2 separate regions of the Zea mays genome follow, and region 2 is linked to region 1. Evidence: chromatin contacts called from public Hi-C data. All regions are on one chromosome and are shown on one strand. The core of a region is the stretch at or near the end of the contact, and the rest is flanking DNA. Distances in the headings are between cores, read along the strand shown. Region 1 overlaps LOC100281538 (AMP-binding protein). Region 2 holds the start of LOC103640656 (serine/threonine-protein kinase BLUS1).

Region 1 (5,769 bases), core at 818-3,317:
TATTGGCTAAGTGTGAACCTTTGACACCTATATAACTTGTACACTAGAGCAAACTAGTTAGTCCAATTATTTGTGTTGGGCAATTCAACCACCAAAATTAATTAGGAAAATAGGTGTAATCCTAATTCCCTTTCACACAGTCACGTTCTGTTCCGTTCACTATGCAACCAAACAAAAAACAGAGCCGCTCCGTTCCAGATTACCAAACACAGAACAGAGCGGCTCCGTTTCTAGAATTGGGGATGGAACGACTCCGTTCTACTTGGCTCCTCAACCAAACACTACCTTAACGGCTTGTTTGTTTGTAAGAGGTTTAAAGGGGATCGAAGACTATTCGATTTTGAGGGCTGGTTTGATGGATAAAAAAGTAAAGAGAATCTATGGGGTGAAATCTTCTTAAAGTATAATTTGGATACTTTAGTATTGAGCTTAATCCATATGTATTAAAGTAGATTTGGTGTAATTTAAACTAATTTACATCTCAACACACGTGGCTTGGGTTAATACTAGAGTATTCAAACAAAGCCTAAAGCTAGTTTGGGAGCCATAAAACCGTAGGCGATTGGAGGTGATAGAATCTCTTTCTTATTTAAAATTAAATAAAAAGATGATTCTAGCCCCCTCCAATCCCTTTCGATTTTGTGGCTCTCAAACTAGCCTTTACTATTCAAATTCTACCCCATGAGGCTTTGTTTGTGTACTCAAGTATCGATCTCAATCCACATGTGTTGAGGTGGATTGGAGTAACTTAAACTAGTTTACATCACAATCCACCTCAATACATGTGGATTAAAATTAATACTAGAGTACCTAAACTAGACCTAAATGTTCTCTATTTCCTTACTACTCAAAGGGGATTTAGTCCCCTCCAATCTCACTGAGGCTATTACCAATGGTGGTTTCATGCACATTTAGTAGTGTGTCACGTCAGATTTTTTGGTGACATGGCATAACATTTAAAAAGATTGATTTTCATGGGATAAAACTATGTCAACTCGTTTTTAAGGTCTTAGAAACCGTGTAAAACCTTCGTTGAGAGTGATTTGTTTCATATTCATATAATTTACTAAATTTTGTTGCCCATTGAGTTGCGATATTTACTAAATAGAGACATGAAATATTGTATTGAGAGGTATTGTTTCTTTCATAATTTTATAGCACTTATAGCATAATCCATCACTATCCGAATAAGGCCTAACGAAACACGGTTCCTGGTGTGCTGGATCGAGATCAAACGGTGCAAATCAAAACAAGTTACGGACTGTAATATACATCTAACAAATTTGTCGTCTCACCATGGTAATAACAACGTAAAAATCGCACGTGCATTTTTTGTTTTGTGATCAAACTTGTGCTAACGAGAAACGGAGGCGTGTTTTCACTCTCCCTTTCTCTTTGTTTAGCTGATAAGTTTAGAAACTCAAATTCCCTTTGGAATTAAAGGGGACTAATTTCCGCGAAGATCAGTGACCGTCCAAGCAATTTGATTGCTTAGCAGTAGATTATATTGAGAGATTGCCATCGCGAATAATCCTTATTTAAATTCAAACAGAAAGGCGCTTCGTGTTCTTCACATTTCTCTAGGTCGTTCCGATCAACTAGATATGCAACAACACACCACGATTGTTAACTGTTCACTGTTACATTTGCAGAATATCTTTTTCCTCTCTACCTAGTATCAGGCTAACGTGGCTTGGCACGTTGGACAAGGGAAAACGGCATTCAGTTGAGAGGTTCATAACGAGGATTCATCTATATGATTTGCACCAAGCACTGCCTCCGTCTCGACTCTTCCTGACCATTGCAGGAACCATTATTTGCTGCGCCAGTAAAAAGATGATTACGTTTCTTCTAGACATATGATCTGTAAGCCTGTATATGTCGCTTCTCCTTGAATTGATCATTACAACTTCGACCTGGGTGCCTCTGCCTCCCGCAGCTCCGCGTACATATCTGAAATTTCCTTTGCAAAGTATGTCTTTGCTTGCTGCCTTTTGACCTGCACAAGTATTGAGAAGGGAGGGGGTGCAAAAGGCCATAGCCACTCAGCATTTCAGCTTGTAAATTTCCTCTAGAGTCGCCAGTGGGGGGCCTACCTTGAATGTTGGGGTGAGGAGACCATTGTCCACTGTGAATGGCTCAGCGACAAGCCGAACAGCTTTAGCAAATTCAAAACCTCTTAGCTGGGCACAGAAGACCAATATAAATCATCACAGCACAAGAGTTTCGCTTGGATTGAACATTTAGAATTTGCTACGTGGGTCAGAGCAGAAGAGAGAAACCTGTGCTTCCTTCCCAACAGAATCCATGTCGGCCAGGACTGCAGCTCTTGCTCTAGGGTCAGCACAAAGCTGCCTCAAGTCTTCGCACTACATGTTACAAAAGAACAGTTTAGAGCATAAAGAACCTGTGCAGATGTTGAAGAGTTGCTTGAAGGCCTATCTGTGCTGAATTTTACTGTGATGGACAGTGGACACCGAATCGAAGAGAGACAGACAGGTCGTAGTCGTAGGCATGGAACAATTAAGGAATGTGCAAGTGACAATAACATGCTAAAGCTAGATAATATTTTATATAGTGTGATCTATTGGGCTTGGGCAGCAAAATAGTTGTGGGAACCAATAAGATTCCACCTGATCTACACTTCCTTTGGACCCACAAGGCCACAGCTGAACACAGGATTCGGCATTAAACAGCCACATGCTAAGGAGGGCGTGGAAGAGACTGACACAGTTCCATTCGATATATGATTCAACCAAAGCATAACATGGAAAATGAATGCCAGTTTTCATAAATTGTAAGTTGGATCAGTGTCGGACTACTTACAGACTCTCTTTTTTGAAGGATGAAACAAATAGATGGCAAACGTTGCTATGGTTAAAATCTTTTACCTGGATCCCTTCAGATGCAGCCCAAGCCTTCATAACCTCTGGTTCAACTGCAACAATACCAACTAAGGAAGAGTTGAAACTGTCGCCTGCAACCGAAACAAGAGATTTAGAACATGCTTGGCCATAACTGATGGTCATATAGCCAACACAGAATCATAAATATTACCATATATAAAACATTGGGCAATGAACTTGCATTTGGCATAGACATTTTCAATCTTCTCTGGAGCTATGTATTCTCCTTGAGCTAACTTGAAAATGTTCTTTTTCCTAAAATCCAGGAGAAATTTAAGGCATTAATAATATAGGAAGAAAAACGGTGAGATCAAACAGCGCCTAGGGAAAATGTAAATCAACAATATAGCCAAGGAAAAGTGTTCTGCAAGAACACAAGTTCTGAATGGATAAAATATAAAACAGTGCACGTTTTTACCTATCGATGATCTTTAAACGTCCTCCAGGTAGCCACAGACCTATGTCTCCAGTGTGCAACCAACCATCTTCATCAATGACTTCTTTTCTGTAGTTTTTAAAATGTATTTATTGATAAGTTGCAGTTGAAGATCATTCAGTACAAAGCTATGTTTAAGTGACGGATAGAAATTTACGTTTGAACTTCATCCTTATAGTAACCCTGGAATATTATAGGTCCTCTAACACAAATTTCTCCACGAGGATAAGGTTGATCATCAGATGTATAATTCATTTCTGGGACATCCACAAGTTTCACCTCTGAAAATGGAAACACAAAGATCCACATTACGAAACTGTGACAATAATACAAAAGCACAAAGGCACACCCAATTATTTTGGATATGGATGTCATTTGATTAGTGTCATGGGAAAGAATATTGACATCTTTCTCAAGAAACAGGCAGCTTTTATTCTAGAAACATGACCCATTCAACATGGTGACTACAGGACCTTGCTAAATGGATGACTTCAAGCACGTTAGACTTAAAACTTAAAAATAATCCTATATAGGGTGCAGGGCATAGAAACAATAATTTAGGATAAGTTTGCTCAATGCAACTAATTTCAGTAAACGTTTATTGGATTTTTAATGCACCACCATCATGGCATCATCAATATAAGATAAGAAACATCCAAAAGTTTTTAAAATCAAATAAAAGCCTCCTAACTTTAGCATGGCTTCTCTACGTATATTAATATATTATAAGTTGAATTCATGGACAATATTTTCAACACAAGTGCAAGTGCTACCCAATCAAATTCATTATACCCTTCAAATTGAAACGCGGAGCTTACCACAAGATGCAGTTGGGGATCCAACATGACCAATTGATCTGTCACCAATATCCATTGCAGATATGATACAGGATGTCTCCGTCATTCCATAGCCTTCAAGAACTTCACCACCAAAGCATCTATAGAAATTGAAACAGTAAATGTCACCAAGCCAAGTTCCAAAATCATCCAAGGGAGCTCAAAAGGAGACAGCTTACATCCTCAGGAATTCCATGACATCTGCTGACAGTGGAGAAGCACCTGAACTCATAAGTCTCACTCGTCCACCAAGCCTAGCTTTTATTTTGTTAAATACCAACTTATCCCACACTGGGGATGGATTTTTCCCTGATAACACAAAGTATAGAAGTGACATTTTATTGCACATGCATGTGACGATCAAAATTGGATTTAAAGATGTTAGACTACCCGTCTAGGGTTTGGGGTGTTCCCCCTGTAATTACCATCTCACCCTCTCTGTATTGGGCCTGGCCCATTTACTGCGTCTATTAATATCACTCCTAGCCCTGTTTAGGGTTTAGGTTCGCATTCCAACATGGTATCAAATTAGGTTTAGGTCCCAACAGCAGCCCCAGCCGCCGGGGGGGGGGGCTTTCTCCTCCCGTACAGCCGCCGCCGGCTCCCCTACAGCCGCCGGCCTCCCTCCCCCGTCGGCCTGACCTCTCCCCTTCCTCCCGTACAGCCGCGCCGGTCCCTCTCCCTCTGCCGCCGGCTCCTCCTCCCTCACTGCTCGCCGCCGCGCCAGGTTGCAACCGGCCGGGCGACTGAAGCCCCGAGCCGCCTCGACGCCCCTGCCCTACACCGCCTCGACGCGCCCGCGCCAGGAGCACGACCGCGCCGACCCTGCACGCGCCGCGCGCGCCCCTCGCTCAAGCCGCCCGAGCCCCTGCGCCGCGACCTCCGACTGTCCGCGCAGCGACCCGAGCCCAGGACGTCAGGACCCGACGCGCCAAGCCGCCTCGCCCTTCCTCGACGCGCGAAGCCAGGAGCAGCCACGCCAGCCGCCAAGCCCGACGCCCTGCAACCAGCCGCCAGCCGCGCCCGGAGCCGCCGTCCGTGACCTCGCCTGGCTGCCGCACCACCGTCCCAGGTGACTGCCGCGCCGCCGTCCCAGGTGGCTGCCCTGTCGCGCCGCCGTCCCAGGTGACTGCCGCGTAGCCGCCCTAAGGTGCTGCTCCGCCGCCCTGCTGGGTCCTCGCCCGATGGACGCCCCCACTGCCGCCACCACTGCTGCCGGACCCAACGTCGGGGTCACCACCGGCCCTGGCACGCACGCTCCTGTTGTACTCAGCAGCGAGCTCGCCCATGGAGGGGCCCCCTACATCGCCGGTCTTGGGCCGATCCACGCTGCTTCCCCGCTGCCCATGCGACGCGGCTCCCCGCCGGGCTTCCCCGCCTTCGCTTCTCCCACCTGGAGTCACACAGTCGCGCCCTCCGCCTCCCTGCCACCGACTCCCCGCTCGTCGGCACCCTCGCCACGATCCAGGCCGCTGTGACGGCCTCGCGGGAGCGCGAGCGCGCTGCCTCCCTCGCCCTGGAGCGTGAACGTGCCCTGGGCGCTGCTCTGACCACCCAGATGGCCACCACGCAGCGCCTCCTCGGCCGCCCG
Region 2 (6,078 bases), core at 1,419-3,918, 160 kb before region 1:
CTAAATAGCTAAGAAAGTTGTACGCACAACCTAAAGAGTGACAAGCAGACTGTTCTAATCTATACTACTCTATTAAGAATCTAATGTAGGCATCTGGTGCTACCACGGCTTCACCCTCCCCACGCCCAGCGCCCACAAAAAACAGTGCAAAAACGAGCACTCGAACCCACACCTCTCTGTTCTAGAAATTTGGGACTAACCACCGGACCACACGTATCTTGGTGTTTAGAAATAAACAAAAATATATTTGTAGCCTAGGCGTCGCTCCCCACGGTCTCCCACCTCGTGACAACACACGGACACATACCTAGTCTATTAATTGAAGAACCATCAAAGTGTGAAGCTGTAAGCCAGAAAACAGATAGTTACTACTAACCTTCACTTCTGTTGGCAAATCCTTCAACAAGGCATGCGAGATTCCAAGGCCTGCCGGCAGAGGAAGCTTTTGCACCACCTTTTAACTCACCATTATGTTGCCGCAGCCTATATAAATATATAAAAAAGGCTCCTTTCACTAATACACAAATACAACATCTATGTGCATGACTAGTACTACAGGTCTTTATTCATTTTAACAGTATGCTTGCTTAAGCTGCTAGCTGTTATTAACATATACCTATTGAAAAACTGTGAATTAAATTTGCATTTTCAAGCATGTGTATCCTGCAAACCAGAGCAAGGCGACTCAGAGTATGAATACAAAACAAGAAGTACTAAATTGAAGCAAAGCAATCAAATTTCAGCCCTAACGAGATAGAGCCACACTGTCCTGCAACAAGCACAACCGGATGGGGTCAATTTCTTGTGGTTCTGCAACTCCAACCGTAGTCTTCTCCAAATGCTAACACCACACGAACTTAGCTTGCTGCAACCATATGACGACTATCCGAGACAAGCAAGTGGGGAAAGGAACGGGGGAGGCAGGTAGAGCAGGGCGAGGAATCACCGGCGAGGGAAATCGGTGGTGACGCCGACGTACGTGCGGCGGATCCGGGATGAGGCTATAAGGTACACGCACCACGGCGGCGGCGCCTTAGTACTCTTCGCGGCCCCCGGCGGCGGATCCCCGGACGCCGAGGCCGAGGAGGAGGCGGCAGGCTCACCGCACTTTGGAGGAAGAGCGCGCGGGATTTTGGTGGCACGGAAGGCCGCCGTGAGGCTCATCTCTCACCTGGCCGGCGGGGCGGAATCGTTCGTGGCATTCACATCCATCCATTCCATGCCCATGCATGGACGAAATTTACGAATTGAATGGGAGGAAATCGGTGACGTCATCGGATGAACGGGCCTTGAGCCCTTGATGGATAAATGATCGTGGGCCTCAATGGACAAATGGTGGTGTGTGTTGACTGTCTTCGGTAGAGTTTCAATAGAGTGCGTAAAATATAGGATGCAAAATTATAGATTTAAATTATCAAAATCATTTGAATTACATCTCTATTTTTGTTTCAAGGGTCAATTAAAAATCATGTAAATATTTGATGACGTTTTTAAACAAGAGGAAATATCCTTAAGCTTCTAGAATTTTTGAAAAAAAAAACACATATATATTAAGACATAAAGAATCCAAATAAATACTTAAACCACGTGAAAATACCTTTAGAAGCTTTCAAAATTTTAATTTAGCTCTAGACAAATTTTTAAAAGATAGAAAAAATCTACAAATTTCATAAAACACTCTAGTTGATGTTAAATAGCGTTTTGATTTTTCTTCACAACAAAAAATGTAATACACTCTAGTTGATCTTTTGCTGGGGCTTAATTAATGTGATCTTCAAACTTTGCTTGTTCATGGTGTCTTCACACGATCAGACCTGAGACAGGAACATCTACCCAAAAGCAGTCTTGTACTGAATAGCTTCACGAGCAACCCAGCTCCTTCGGCCGTGACAACAACACAATACCACCCAAAGCTGTGGCCACCCATCTTCTTTTCTTTCTCTTTTTATCTTTCCCCATGTCTTCACATGCACCTTAATTAATTATTCGACTCCAAGACCCGTTAATTACATCACCAGTGCAATGTAATTTTCACTCCAACCATATAATATGCACGCATCTCCATTTTTTGACCATACATATATACCCCTTGTCTAAAAAAGAGTACATGCATGTCTCTTTTCTTGAGGAGTTAGTAGATATTAAGTTTTTATAAAACCGGTTTTGGACGCCACGTCGATGTTCGATTTGAGCAAATACGATTTTAGACGGTTTTCAATGGGCTGGCAAGTTCTAGCACCTGTTTTCCTAATTTTAAGAGTCCGGGGACTATAATGCCAAGTTTCAGGTCCGTTGATACATTTTACTCGTTTTGGATGGGTGGTCATGTTCGAACACCCGTTTTACCGGTTTTGAGAATTTGAGAACTCAAGTGGCACAACATTGCTAACTTCAACTCGTTGATGCATTTTACTTTTAGGTTTTTTTTTAAAAAAAATAGTATCATTATTTGCAATTCTGAATAGGTTTATATGTTATAAAAAATATATTTCATTTGTATATGTTTGTTTTTTATGAGGCAATCAATCACAAGTTTAACTATATTTATAAAAAAATATAGTATCGTCATTTGTATTTTTGAACACATTTGCTATAAAAAAATATATTGTGTGTGACGGACGGGTATGTCATGATGTGTGTATATATATTAGTGTCTCTCACTTTGTGACGTGCCACTACACAATATACTGATCGATAAATGCTACGTGCAGCTGGCCTCTTTGCTCCAGCCGCCACGGCCGCGCCGTCAGCTATGGCGGCGGCCAACAATGCTGCTAGCGGTGGCGGCGACGAAGCGAGGTACCCGCTGAACGCAGAGTCCTACCGCCTGCTGTGCAAGATCGGGAGCGGCGTGAGCGCGGTGGTGTACAAGGCCGTGTGCCTGCCTCTGGGCTCGTCGGCGGTGGTGGCCATCAAGGCGATCGACCTGGAGCGGTCGCGCGCCGATCTGGACGGCGTGCAGCGGGAGGCCAAGGCCATGGCGCTGCTGTCCCACGGCAACGTGCTCCGAGCGCACTGCTCCTTCACCGTGGGGAGCCACCTGTGGGTGGTGATGCCCTTCATGGGCGCCGGCTCGCTGCACTCCATCCTGCGCCACGGGTTCCCCGGCGGCCTGCCGGAGCCGTGCGTGGCCGTCGTGCTCGGGGAGACGCTCCGCGCGCTGTGCTACCTCCACGGACAGGGGCGCATCCACCGCGACATCAAGGCCGGAAACATCCTGGTGGACTCGGACGGCGCCGTCAAGCTGGCCGACTTCGGCGTCTCGGCGTCCATCTACGAGACCATCCGGCAACACGCGTCTGCGTCGGCCTCGACGGCGGCGGCAGTGGGGACCGGCTCGTCGGCGTCGTGCTGCTTCAACGACGTGGCGGGGACGCCGTACTGGATGGCGCCCGAGGTGATCCACTCCCACGTCGGCTACGGCATCAAGGCCGACATCTGGTCGTTCGGCATCACGGCGCTGGAGCTCGCGCACGGCCGCCCGCCGCTCTCGCACCTGCCGCCGTCCAAGTCGATGCTGATGAGAATCACCAGCCGCGTCCGCTTCGAGGAGAGCGTCGGCACGGGCAACCGCAGGGACAAGAACAACAAGTTCTCCAGGGCGTTCAAGGACATGGTGTCCGCCTGCCTCTGCCAGGAGCCGGCAAAGCGGCCGTCGGCGGAGAAGCTCCTCCGCCACCCCTTCTTCAAGGCTTGCTCCCGTCGCTCCAGGGACTTTCTCGTCCGCAACGTCCTCGCCGCCGTCCCAAGCATCGAGGAGCGGTGTCGCAAGGACGACGAAGCGGGTAATGATCTCTGCGGGTGTGTCGGCGGCGGCGCACGCTGCGTGTCGCCGTGCCCCCGTCACGCCGACAACGTCGTCGTCGCCAAGAACCGACGGATCAGCGGCTGGAACTTCAATGAGGACAACCTAGAGTTTGATCCGACGACCGAGGAGCGGCCGGTGGAGGCGGAGAAGAGGTGCCTTCCATTCGATTTTGATGAAGGGGATGACCAGGTGGAGCTACACGACAGCAACTCCGCTGGAGACGGAGATGGAGATAGAGGACGGCCGCCGGCGCAGCCGCAGCATGGAGATGGCGACGATCACGTTCACGGGAAGGCGGCGGAGGCGGTAGGGCTTAAGCAGCAGCAGCAAGTGGTGACTCAGCAGCTGATGACCGTCCTGCAGAGCCTGGAGATGCAAAGGGACATGGTGACGCACGTGTTGCAACGCACCGCCGGCCGCTTGGATGACGGCGGCGGCAATGGTGATGTGAGCGTGACCGCTCCAAGGGAGGAGAGGGAAGAGATGCTGCTGGGGTACGTCCGGCAGCTGGAGCATAGGGTGGAAGACCTGAGGAAGGAGGTCGAGGAGGAGATGGCTTGGAACGCCCGGTTGGAGAAGATGCTGCAAGAGAGAGTTATCATTAGCGACGATGACAAGAAGATGAACTCATCTAAGACGTCGTCATCAGCTGAGCTGAGAGCAGTTGATGAAAACATATGAAGGTGTCGGGCCTCTCCATCTCCAAGCGAAGACATATGAAGAAGCTAGCATTGCTCCATCAAAGTATATATAAAATTGAGAACTTGTTGAGATATGGAAAAGACATAAGAACTTCCCTTATATGCATGCTGTTATCATTAATTAGTTTATATTTTAGACTTTACACATGTGCAAATGAAGGTGGGTGTTGGAGCTTGCTCTCCTGGGCAAGTAGATCCAACGGGAGAGTGATGAGAGTGAACGCAAGGTTTAACGATGAAAGGTAATAGCTCTGTTAATCTGGCCTCTCAAGGGCACTGTACGAGGGTATTTATAGGTACCCGAGCGTCGAACGTCCCAAGACAAGGACGGTTATGTCCTCGGGTACCCGGATTATCCCAGAATATTCCCATAAAGAAGGGTTACAGACCGTCATTACAGAAAGCTATTACAAATGAGGCCCGTAACTTGTCTATCCACGCGGGGCCCGTTACAGTGGGCCGAATTCCACGTGGGCCTCCGGGCGAGATGAGGGACGCGGGACCGGCGGATTTCGTCGGGGTCTGGCCTTCGTCCTGCGATGGATGGAACGAAGGGCCCGTTACAGTGGCGTCGCGACGAAGGCTTCGCGCGAAGGGTAGCGTCTTCGCCTTTGCTCCAACAGTGGGCCCGGCATCTTCTATATTTAAATACACGATGACATGTAAGAGTACTGTTTACGGGAAGCAAAAGAGAATTATCCAACAGAGGTAATTTCATCTCGATCGTTTGCATCGTGCTATTATTGACCTACTCGTTTTTGTCTATTGATTCGAGAACACAACAGTTTGATAAGATCAGAATCTAGTTAACATAACTCTTTTACGGTGGAGATAGAAACACATGTTGTACTGCTAAGCTATTTTGTGACATCTGTCGTGCTGATGCCCACAACACGGAAAGGTGTCCGAAGTTCATGGGGGACAAACCTAGTGCCTTAACCTGCGGTTACGCCGTGGATGGTTTAGGTTTCTACTACATCCCCTTTGTGCCGCAACAGAGAAACAAGACCGTGTCTTTGTTGGCCTCAGTGAAGATCACTAGCGGTGTCTTGTCGGAGTCGCAAGTTATGGCTGAATTAGAGAGATTGGTCTCAGGCAATTGGAATTGGGTTGTGGAGAAATCTGGTCCGAACTGTTTCAGGACAGTGTTTCCATCGCGAGAGGACTTGGACCATATGTTGGAGTGGGGGTGGTCCAAACAAAATACAATGCGGCCATGAAGATTGAAGAACCAGTCGCCGCTAAGATGCCTAAGGTTGTACTTAAAAAAATATGGCTCCAGTTTACGGGTTTACCTTCTGAAATGAAACAGTATTTGTTGATATGGGTTGTTGGATCAATCTTGGGGGTGACAAAGGTTGTCGATATGAAGTTTACGAACAAGTTTGATGTTTGTCGTCTTCAAGTACTTGTTCTTGATCCGAACCTCATTCCTCAGTTTGTGGATATTGTCATCGGTGACCATTTATATGAGCTGCAATTTCGGGTAGAGGAAAATGTGGACTCTGATAACCCGGTTCTGATGGACATGGATGATGAGGGTTTTGGAGATGATGAACCTTATGGTGC

What was found. Hi-C and Micro-C count contacts between places; a contact is called where the count stands out from the background.
Region 2: a contact with region 1 is called in a Hi-C map of leaf, with 6 times the contacts expected there. The contact joins the promoter of LOC103640656 here to the enhancer-like site in region 1. A contact is called at or near these places in 3 of 25 Hi-C or Micro-C datasets (ear and leaf).

Annotation. Positions count from the first base shown.
Region 1 is chr10:1,078,924-1,084,692 of Zm-B73-REFERENCE-NAM-5.0, reverse strand. It overlaps LOC100281538 (AMP-binding protein), which reads right to left. Exons shown (of 23, transcript NM_001154456.2): 15 at 4,358-4,487; 16 at 4,161-4,279; 17 at 3,500-3,623; 18 at 3,325-3,411; 19 at 3,058-3,161; 20 at 2,892-2,977; 21 at 2,283-2,369; 22 at 2,097-2,183; 23 at 1,518-1,999. The coding sequence ends at 1,904. Among protein-coding and RNA genes, the nearest start is that of LOC100281538, 19 kb to the right of the region's middle. Within about 2 kb of position 2,067, at least 2 of the 20 cell types and tissues checked have an H3K27ac peak or open chromatin away from gene starts, as enhancers often do. A contact at or near this core is called in leaf, where this site is marked.
Region 2 is chr10:1,243,364-1,249,441 of Zm-B73-REFERENCE-NAM-5.0, reverse strand. LOC103640656 (serine/threonine-protein kinase BLUS1) reads left to right here and starts at 2,668. Exons shown (of 1, transcript XM_008664139.2): 1 at 2,668-4,664. The coding sequence starts at 2,699. The coding sequence ends at 4,489. LOC100284153 (holiday junction resolvase, S1x1p, URI domain nuclease) reads right to left here and starts at 1,273. Exons shown (of 3, transcript NR_182038.1): 1 at 377-1,273.